Linked DNA regions of Mus musculus: region 1 is linked to region 2. Evidence: chromatin contacts called from public HiChIP or PLAC-seq data. All regions are on one chromosome and are shown on one strand. The core of a region is the stretch at or near the end of the contact, and the rest is flanking DNA. Distances in the headings are between cores, read along the strand shown.

Region 1 (4,702 bases), core at 1,882-4,381, 550 kb before region 2:
ATATTAAGCTAAATAAGAACCTTATTAATATTAGTTAATAAGCTGCTCCTTTGAAACAATCACTCAAAAGTACATCTGAGACACGCTCTTTCTTCACCTGTTTCTGTTCACCCCCAAAGTGCCATCATTACCCCAGAGCGACATTGCTATACCCGAAACTGGTGAAGGGCATGCTGGGTGGGTGGGTTGGCCCCTGGGGTATCCATGTTCCCAAAGGGTTTACCTTGTAAGAGAGACAGGAATTCAGTTATGCTGCAGGGTTCAGATGGGGCTGTGAGTGGGAAGTGTACATCATGCAGGACTTACAGGAGGAGGTGACATTTGTTTGGGGTTTTGAAGTTGACATGCAGAAAGAGGGAAAGGGGAAGGGTGACCTGACAGACGCCCTGTTTGGGGAGTTGGAATGTTGAGGATAACGTTGGGGGAAGGTAGATGAAGTGGGTACAGGGTCTGATGATCTCAACCTCTGTGGCAGAGCTGGAACTGCAAACCAGCAGGAGAGGGTAGCGCGGGACCAAGCCAGGTTTTGAGCAGAAAGTAGCAAGATCTGAGATAATTGAGGTGGGGTCAACGAGGGGAGGTGTTACTGTACTGGAAAAGCTGGTCAGAGGTCCAAGAGCCAGACTAGCAACCCATCAAGGCAGGGAGGGGCGATTCTAGTGCTTCTGGGTCCAGGGAGATGGCTGGACCCACCTAGCAAGGAAGGGGTGGCGTGGGCAAGGTCAGCTTTAGAGAAGGTGCATTCTGGGCGATCTCATCCTACAGGGCGCAGACCAGACGGCGAGGTGACTGAGGGCCTAGGACTGAGGGACAGACCCAGCTCGGGGCCTGATAAGGCAGCCGTTGGGAGCCCTGTTCTGCACCAGCATCCCGCTAAACCTTGACATTACACGTCCCTCAGCTTCGGTCCCTCAGCTTCGTCCTGCTGAGTGGTCCCCATTATGTGGAGAAGCCAGAGAGGGTGTCTAGACAGCAGACGCTCATGTGATACTTCATGAGGGCTCGGATGAAGCCCAGCCTGTAGCTGTCTTTGTCACCGTGGTCTGACTTCCCTGCTGCGCACTGGCAGTTTATGAAGCAGGTGACTTGTGAGCATAGAGCATCCACAAAAGTGAGAAGGAGACAAGGAAATGTTATGTCGCTGTGTTCCGAGGCTTCCGAGAACAGCTGTTTCTGGGAGATGGCTCGGTGGGTAAAGTGTTGGCTCTGGAGGCAGGAGGACCCAGCCAGAGCCCTAAGATCTGCTTAAAAGCCAGGCAAGGCAGGGTTATGCTCTTGGCTGCTGTAATACCAGCACTGGGGAGGCAGAGACTGGACACATCACACACACACACACACACACACACACACACACACACACACACACACAACGAGCTCACTGGCCAGCCAGCCTAGGAAAATCGGTGAGCCTGCTGGTTTACTAAGAGACCCTTATCTCAAGAACCAAGGCAGAGATCAGCAGAAGAAAATGCCCAAAGTGGACTTCTGTCCTCCACACACGCAGGCACACACGCAGGCACACACGCCCCCCCCCCAACACATGTATACACTCGCACAAGCATGCAAGTGTGTTTCTGCAAGTGGGAATGTCAGAGCTATGAGCCTCCAGGGGAGGGAGGGTTGAGAACAGTTTCTTTGTATCTGGCAGTTGGGGTGTCATTGAATAACCTTGAGTCCTGGCAGCTCCAAGGGCGAGCTGGGCACGCTGGCCTGGAAGTCAATTGCAGAAGCCAGAGCAGGGAGGGGCCCATGCAGAAGGTGCTTCCGGGAGGGAGGCCTAAGATTGGTGTGGGAGTGAAGCTAGAAAGGGCAGGGTCCACCCTGAAGGCCTCAGCCCCTCACCTGCACAATCTCTCATGCCCAAACCTAGCTAGGCATTTCTAGCCAGCTCTGTCTGCAAAGATGCCCCTCCCTCTTGAAAAATGTGCACATCTCTGTCTGATAAAACCTTGTTCCCCCTGGAGGGAGAGAAAGGAGGGAGGGAGGGAGGGAGGGAGGGAGGGAGGGAGGATGGCGTCTGGAGGCAGGAAGCCAGTGTTGGAATCCAGGCCTGGCTTTGTCCCTCTCCAATGGGCAGCTAGGGGTAGGGTGTTTCATTTCTGGGTTCTGCCTTTCCTATAGAAAAAGATCATAAAAAGAACCCATCTCCTAAGGTTGTGGTGAAAGCTGAACAAGGTCCTGTGTGCAGTGGAGCCAGCACTAGGACAGAGATTGCATGTGCAGAGCCAGCACTAGGACAGAGGGCGCCCCACTGTTCTGTCCGCCTTTACACAGCACTGCCCCCTCTCATGTCTGCAACTCTATTTTCTGCTGGAAACGGTATCAGAATATATTAAGTAGAAAATTTCAGAAATAAAGAATTTGTAAATATTGAGTGATTTTTTTAACACCCCCCCCCCAGTGTATTGTTATAATTATTCTGGTTGTTTAATAGTTATTGATAATCTCTTAATTTGCTTTTCATACTAAATTCTATCATAGTTATAAATGTGCAGGAAAATAATATAATTAGGTCTTCAGATATACACTGGTCTGGAACACTCCTCTATTTGCAAAGTATGTGTTTTTATTTTTGTGTTTTGAGTCCTTCTTGGACTGTAATTTGACTCCAAGGACCAGATCTGTCCCAGGAGGCACTTGGAATTAAATGCTGAGTTCCAGAAGGGAGTGTTAAAGCCATGGCCTGTCAGGGCTGCAGGCGGCAACTCCCACTCGGAGGCTCCATTCCTTCCCACAGCCTGGACTCGCAGCTGCCTTGCTGTCTCTCTGTTGCCCCATCCCTGCATAATTCAGGCAGGCTGATAGGCCTGCTACTCAGGTGGTGCCCTCTCTGCCCCATAGCTCTTGAGAAACCTGTAGGCTCTGAGCACATTGCTAGAGGAGAGGGCGGTGCCTGGGTTATGACCTCTCTCAGAGTTGGAACAGGGTCTCCGAACATCCTCCAGGGCAGATTCCAGGTCAGCCCTGGAGGGTGTCGCATGCCTTGACAGATGGTGTCCGGCTGTAGGCTCCTGCCCCACGTCCTGGAATGAAGGCTTGGCAGCCCTGTTTTCTCCAGGGACAGTTGACACTGGGAACCCTGGACATTGTCCCTGAGCTCAGGGCATGCGTCTCGCGACCATTCGCAAACTGACCACTTGATGGCGCTGTGGCTCCACCGTGTGCCTGCTTTCTCCTCCGGGCCCCTGGCTGAGCTGCAGTGGTCATCCAGGCGCCCGACTGTGCCCTGGCTGCTGGTGGGGCGCAGCGCCTGACGCCTGCCCGTTCTGCTTGAGCACAAATGCAGAGCTCAGAGCTAGTTTCTCCTGCAGCGAAGGAAGTTTGGGGTGTTGGTATTGTGTTCTGTGCTGTGTGTTCCTGCAGCTTCCCCAGCAGCGGGTCAGACGCCCTAGTGTGCTAAAGAACGGTTTAGAGCCATCTGCATCCTGACCTGGTGGTGATCACTGTCTTTGGGGCAGAAGTGATAGCTAGTCTGAACTCTTGTCTAGAGTTTGTACTTAGGAGAGAAAGCTAGCTAAACACAGAATGGAAGAAGGGTAGGAAGAGGAGGAAGAAGAGGAAGAGGAGGAGGAGAAGGAGGAGAAGGGGGGGGCGGGGGAAGAAGAGGAGGAAGGAGGAGAGATTGGAAACTCTTTCCTAGATGAGCTTTGCAGTCATTCTGTGTCAAACCCTTCAAGGGGCGACCGAAAACAAAGAGCCTCCGTGAGTTTGCCTTAGAAATAGTTCTCTCCGAGGTCTATTCTGGTTGCACAAATGTGTACCCCTTCCACCCCTGAGCAGGGTCACTTCATTCATTCCGTTTTCAGTGCACACCCACTCACTGCGGAGCCAAGGGGTTTCCTCACAAGCTTGTTTGTAGATGTTGTTTTAAAAGCACGTCCTTCTTTGGGGTTTCTGTACGCAGAGGCAGGGGTTTGGGTCACCCGGGTCTCACTGAAGCTATGGTTTGGGGGGGGGGGAGGGGGGCGGGGGGCGTTTGGAAGAAGGTGATAAGATTGTCTCTTACAGGGAAAGCCAAATGAAGAGCTAAGCTCCTGATTGGAAGTGCTTTCCTTTTTGTAGCTCCATTTAAGACCAGGACTGTTCTCAGGAAAACAGAGTAGGTTCTGAGTTCAGGCCTCTCTTCTGGGGCTCCTCTCCCAGAAGCCCTCTGTCTCTGTGGAGGTCAGAGCCTTTCCCAGCTGCCTGGGCCAGTGACTGAGAGGCGAGTCCCAGGGGTCACTGCACCAGACCCTTGCCCCCCTGGAACAAATGCAGCCGGCTGGTGGGGGTGGGGGTGGGGGCTGGGGGCTGGGCTGCTCCTCCTAGATCTGCCTGCCCCTAGGGCCAGGCACAGTGTGGGGCCTGAGCTAGACTTGTCCAGAGGCAGGCAGGGCTAAGGGAGGTTGTGACCCCACCCCAGCTGGGGAGGGCAGTGGGAAAGGAGGAACCTGGAGAAGCTGTCCTAGCCAAGCAGGCTAACTCCCAGCTTCCCCTGGGCCAGAGGGCCCCCTGTCGCCTGGCAAAGGACAATTTGTACTTTTATTCTTACGCTATCCTAAGGCTCACTCACCTGCAAGTGTACTATCTGGTGCCTCACAGAGGCTCAGGAGTTGTGTGGCTTCTCAAAAAAGAGAAAGGAGACCACGGAAAGAGAGGCAGGAACGGAAAGGAGACCCACCATCAGTCACTGCAGCACGTGGACCCCCATGATAGCCCAGGA
Region 2 (5,041 bases), core at 311-2,810:
GCTCCCAAACCTGTTAGTGCTTTGATCTTAAATTTCCCAGCCCCTAGAACTGCAAGACACAAATGTCTGTTGCTTGTGAGTGACCAGTTTTATAGTGTTTTTATTGTAACAGCTCAAGTGCCCAGGCACACAGATTTAATCAAGTTAAGATGAGGTCATTAGGGTGGGCCCTCATCCAACATGAGTGGTGTCCCTATTAAAAAGGAGAAATTTGGACCCCGAGACAGCCAGGCACAGAGTAAAGACTGTTTGAGGGACAGACCGTACAATATCCTGTGGAGACTGTAGTGACAGACTGGGGCTGCAGAAGCTGGAACTGGCAAGAAGACTCTTTCCCTGTGGGTCACAAAGGTGATGTGGCACAGCTGACACTGATGTCACACACACACACATGACCTGCAGAACTATGACAGTGTATATTTCTGTTCTCATAAGCTACATATGGTATATTTTGTTCTGGAGGAAACAGGCATAGACTTTTCTCGTCTTTTAACTCTGCATATCACCCAATCTAACATGACTACCCACTATGTGGTCTTTTAAAACCTGCTCACTGTGCCTATACCAAAATGAGCCATACTTGCTGATGATGGCAAGCTCAGATGCTCTTTGCACTCTTTGAAGCCCCTGGCTTTCCTTTAGCCTTTGGCAGCATCTCTACAAGGCAGCTGTGCATCTTTCCAGCTCCTTATTCTATCCGCAGGCCATCTCACCATCCTTTCTATCTTCCTGAAATTCTGCTCCTTTGATACTCATGGCTTTAGATCATGTGTACCTTATTGCTCTTCCCATGGCCAGCAACCTGTCAGCTCTCACTCTCTCCTACTCTTGAGCACTTTGGTCATACCATGGGCACCACCACATTTATTATGACTAGGAATAGGACAAAAAATCCCAGCAGATGTTGCATCTCTCTCCCCACCTCCCCACTTGTTCTCTCTTTGTTTTTGTTTTTTTTTTCATCTTCTAAGGATGTTCTCCTCTTCCTCTTTGACAGCTTGCTCATTTCTCAGCTCTGTGCAGTTACTGTGGATCTTCTTGCTGGCTTCTCAAATCATGTGTGGAGGATCCCACTCGCCACTCACCATTTACCACCTTCTAGACAAATACCTCTATGAGCCTGACCTCAGAAAATTCCTTACTCTTTTTAGTCCTTGGACACACTGACCTCTGGGTTAATCCCCCCATTCTTCCATGTCTTCATTATCTTCTCTGACATCAAAACCATCGCATAAGCACACAGCCCCCACTGTTCCCTCCAGTCTGCAGATCTGAATATCTCCTCCCGGTTTCAGCATAGACACGTTCCTCCCATAAGTCTGGACCAGTGTTTTTGGGGCCAGCTGGAGAAAGACATGGGGTAGGACTGCATGGTCATGCCTTGATGTTTGACTATGGGCCTCCCATGGGCCCTTGGCAATCTCTGGCAATCTTTCTACATTTCCCTGGTCAACTCAGTCCTTCCACCCCAGGCCACAGTGTGACATCTCCTCTCCTGACATCCACCCCCTCACTCTCAGTTGATGACCTCACCTTGTACTCACTGAGAAAACAAGCAGGCAGCCACCTAAAAATGAGTCACCTCGTTACCTCTTCTAGCCCCGTGTCTTCTGCTTTCCCTGCAGTCAGTATCTAGATCCCAGCAAAGGGTACTATTCCACCCATAGCCACTGTAAACACGTCACCTCATCGGTGACCACTCTTGATTGTGACATGGTCTTTGCAGTCTAGTGTCCTTACCATCTATTGGTACTTACCATCCACAGTGCACTGGACTCCCCTTCTGGATCCCTGTCCCCTTCCTCTTAGCTTCCTCCACCTACAACATTTTTCTTTCTGCCATGTTAACAGAACTCTTTGAAATTGTTACCTTTAGCTCTGCCTCCCAGCTTCCGATCACCTTTGTCTTATGGGCTCTTCTTCACCCTACCTCACAAAGTTTCTGTCTCCGTTACTCATCTCCTACCTCAGGCTCAGAACCTCCATTCCTCTTCTGGTACTTCTTCAGCATTGGAAATGCCACCTTTCATTGTTTTTCTACTGTTTCTCCTGTCCCCTTGATAGAGTCATTTTCTCTTTCCTTTAGCTTTGATGCACTTCATTCCTCAGCCTGTAAATAATTGTGAATCCCAGAGCTCCTGGGGCTTTTCTCTTACTTACACATTTCTTACTTAACAAACCTTGCTATGGATCATGGCTTTAAATATCATCTAAATCTGGGTGACTCACATTTTTTATCTTTAACCCCAATCTCTCTCATGAATTCCAAGCTTGTATATCTAATTGACTATGAGATATCGCCACCCCAACATCTGATAGAAATGGAATTCATGACCCTCCCTCTGCTCCCTCGAACACTTATGTGTCTATCACAGGTTTTCTCATCCCAGTAGTCAACATGACCTTTTCCTACAGTCTGGGTCTTGTGCCTACGAAATACCATCGACTCTTCTTGTTTTCTTTATAACACAGGGGAATCAACCATCAAAATGGATTATTCTATAGAGTATATATTATAAGAAACAACGGGCTAATGTAGTATCAAACCCTAAATCATGGAATTTTGTGGATATCGTGTATCAAGAGGGATATGGGTGGAGGTGTTATTTTAAAATCTTGGCCAGCGATAGAGTCTGAGAAAAATGACAATAAACCAAAGTCGTCATATCATTTTACATTTCTTGTTGAGTAACAGGACATCTGACAAAAACAACTTAAAGAAGAAAGAGTTTCCTCTGGCTCATGGTTTGAAGGAATATAGTTCATCCTGGTGGGAAGGCCTGGCGAAGGAATATGGGCAGTTGGCATCCTTGCATCTATGGTTGGGAAACAGAAGTGAGTTCTGATGCCCAGAAATCTCTCTCCATTTCCTCTTTATATCCAGTTTGGGATCGTAACCCATGTGATGCTGTGACTCTCATTCAGTTAAACCTCTCTAGAAACAACGCCACAGATGGATGCTCCCCAAAGGACCTCTCCTAGGTGATTCTAAACATAGCCAAATTCGAAATAATTAATCCTGTGGCATTTCTTGAACTGTAAGGAGTCACAGCTCCAACAGCATCCAGTGGGGTGAACACTCCATGAGAACAAACAGCAAGCATCAGGTAACCAGGAGCACGCCTTCCTCCAGGGCTACCAGGTCAGAGTACCGGAGACAGAGAGAATGTTTCCCATTAAGCTGCCACAACAAAATCCTGCGACTTCATGGTTTGAACAACGGTAACTCATTTCCTCCCCCTTCTGCAGTCCGAGATCAAGATACAGTCCCGTTTTGTTTTTAGCAGGGAATCTTTTCCCAGCCTATATACAGACACCTTCTCATTCTTTCTAAGCTATTCCCTAATTCATGCAAGAGAGAGGTAGCTTTCTACCTTTCTCTTCTTCTTAGATGTCTAAGAGGCCTAAGTGGATGCTCACAGTCAGCTATTGGATGGAGCACAGGGCCCCCAATGGAGGAGCTAGAGAAAGTATCCAAGGAGCTAAAGGGATCTGCAACCCTATAGGTGGAACAACATTATGAACTAACCAGTACCCCGGAGCTCTTGACTCTAGCTGCATATGTATCAAAAGATGGCCTAGTCGGCCATCACTGGAAAGAGAGGCCCATTAGACACACAAACTTTATATGCCCCAGTTCAGGGGAATGCCAGGGCCAAAAAATGGGAATGGGTGGGTAGGGAAGTGTGGGGGAGGGTATAGGGGACTTTTGGGATAGCATTCTAAATGTAATTGAGGAAAATACATAATAATAAAAATATTTAAAAAAAAAGAGGCCTGTTGGATCAAAACGCCATCATTACAACTTTATTTAATCTTACTGCCTTCCTCAGAACTATTCCTGTATACAGACACACTGGGTGTTGGAGCTTCAGTGTATACATTCGAGAGATTGTGCTTGTCTGTATCAAGGGGTTATGGGAGGAATCAGAGGCCAGATTGTGAGATTTTCTTAGCCCAGGGAATGAAGAGTGTGTTTTATTCTTATTATAGTGAATGCTAATGGGCAGCTTTGAGTGGTCATATTCTATCATGGTATGACTTCTATAAACAAACAAAGCTGTCTGCCTGGTAGAGAATGAATTGTAAGAGATCAAGAGAAGAAACAATGCATCCAGCTAAGGGCCATACAGATATTCTAGTGTGATGCCTGGCAACTCTTTCCTAGAAAGGCTCAGATAGAAAATTGTTTAGACTTTTAAGGCCCAAAGTCTGTCACAAAGACTGGATTCTGCCATCAAAATAAAATCATCTGTGGATAACGTGTAGGTCATTATTTTAGCACCTCTTTCTAACAGACACTGGGCTGAATTTGGTGATTGAATTGTGGTCTGTAGACCTTTGTTGTAATCTAGAAATGGCCAAGGCTTGGTTCAGACCCTAAAGAAGTAGGGAGATGCAATGAGACCCAGCTGACTCTGGGCTGTGTGAGAGGCAACCCTGAGCCTTCTGTAAAGGAACTATGAGAAAATCAGAATGAGGACAGAGCCAGGTACCTTCTTTCTGAGATCCACTTTCTTGTGTGTGTGTGTGTGTGTGTGTGTGTGTGTGTGTGTGTGTGTGTGTGCTTGTGTGTATGTGCATGTATGCACTTGTGTGTGTATTCATGTGTGCACTTATATGTATATGTGTATGTATTTATGTATACATGTGTGCGTGTGTACACATGTGTGCCTGTGTGTATACTGTGTGTATGTACTTGTGTGTATGTGCATATATGCACTCTTGTGTGTGTTCATGTGTACACTTATGTGTATACATGTGTATGTATTTATGTGTACATATAGGTGTATGTGCCTGTGTGTATACTGTGTGTGTGTGTGTGTGTGTGTGTGTGTGTGTGTGTGTGAGAGAGAGAGAGAGAGAGAGAGAGAGAGAGAGAGAGAGAGATTCTCATGTTCATGTGTACATGTGTGTGGGAGTCAGAAGACTGCTGCAGGTGTCATTTCTCAGACACAATCTACCATTTATTTTATTTTTTGATATATGGACCCCCACTTGTCTGGCATTACCTAGGAGGTTAACTATCAAGCCCCAGGCA

The links. HiChIP or PLAC-seq counts read pairs in DNA pulled down with a chosen protein or histone mark.
Region 1: an HNF4G HiChIP or PLAC-seq map of pancreatic cancer cells shows a contact between it and region 2. The contact joins two enhancer-like sites. A contact is called at or near these places in 13 of 484 Hi-C or Micro-C datasets (cerebral cortex, colorectal tumor organoids, embryonic stem cells and 2 more), 3 of 115 datasets of contacts at active chromatin or transcription factors (embryonic limb bud, embryonic stem cells and pancreatic cancer cells) and 1 of 9 other capture datasets (embryonic stem cells).

Annotation. Positions count from the first base shown.
Region 1 is chr11:113,163,745-113,168,446 of GRCm38.p6, reverse strand. The region is part of intron 1 of 2610035D17Rik (RIKEN cDNA 2610035D17 gene); the gene reads left to right. The region is part of intron 1 of LOC115487747 (a long non-coding RNA gene); the gene reads left to right. Among named protein-coding and RNA genes, the nearest start is that of Gm39467, 32 kb to the right of the region's middle. Within about 2 kb of position 3,131, at least 86 of the 459 cell types and tissues checked have an H3K27ac peak or open chromatin away from gene starts, as enhancers often do. A contact at or near this core is called in pancreatic cancer cells, where this site is marked.
Region 2 is chr11:112,612,315-112,617,355 of GRCm38.p6, reverse strand. No RefSeq gene overlaps it. Among named protein-coding and RNA genes, the nearest start is that of BC006965, 97 kb to the left of the region's middle. Within about 2 kb of position 1,560, at least 24 of the 459 cell types and tissues checked have an H3K27ac peak or open chromatin away from gene starts, as enhancers often do. A contact at or near this core is called in pancreatic cancer cells, where this site is marked.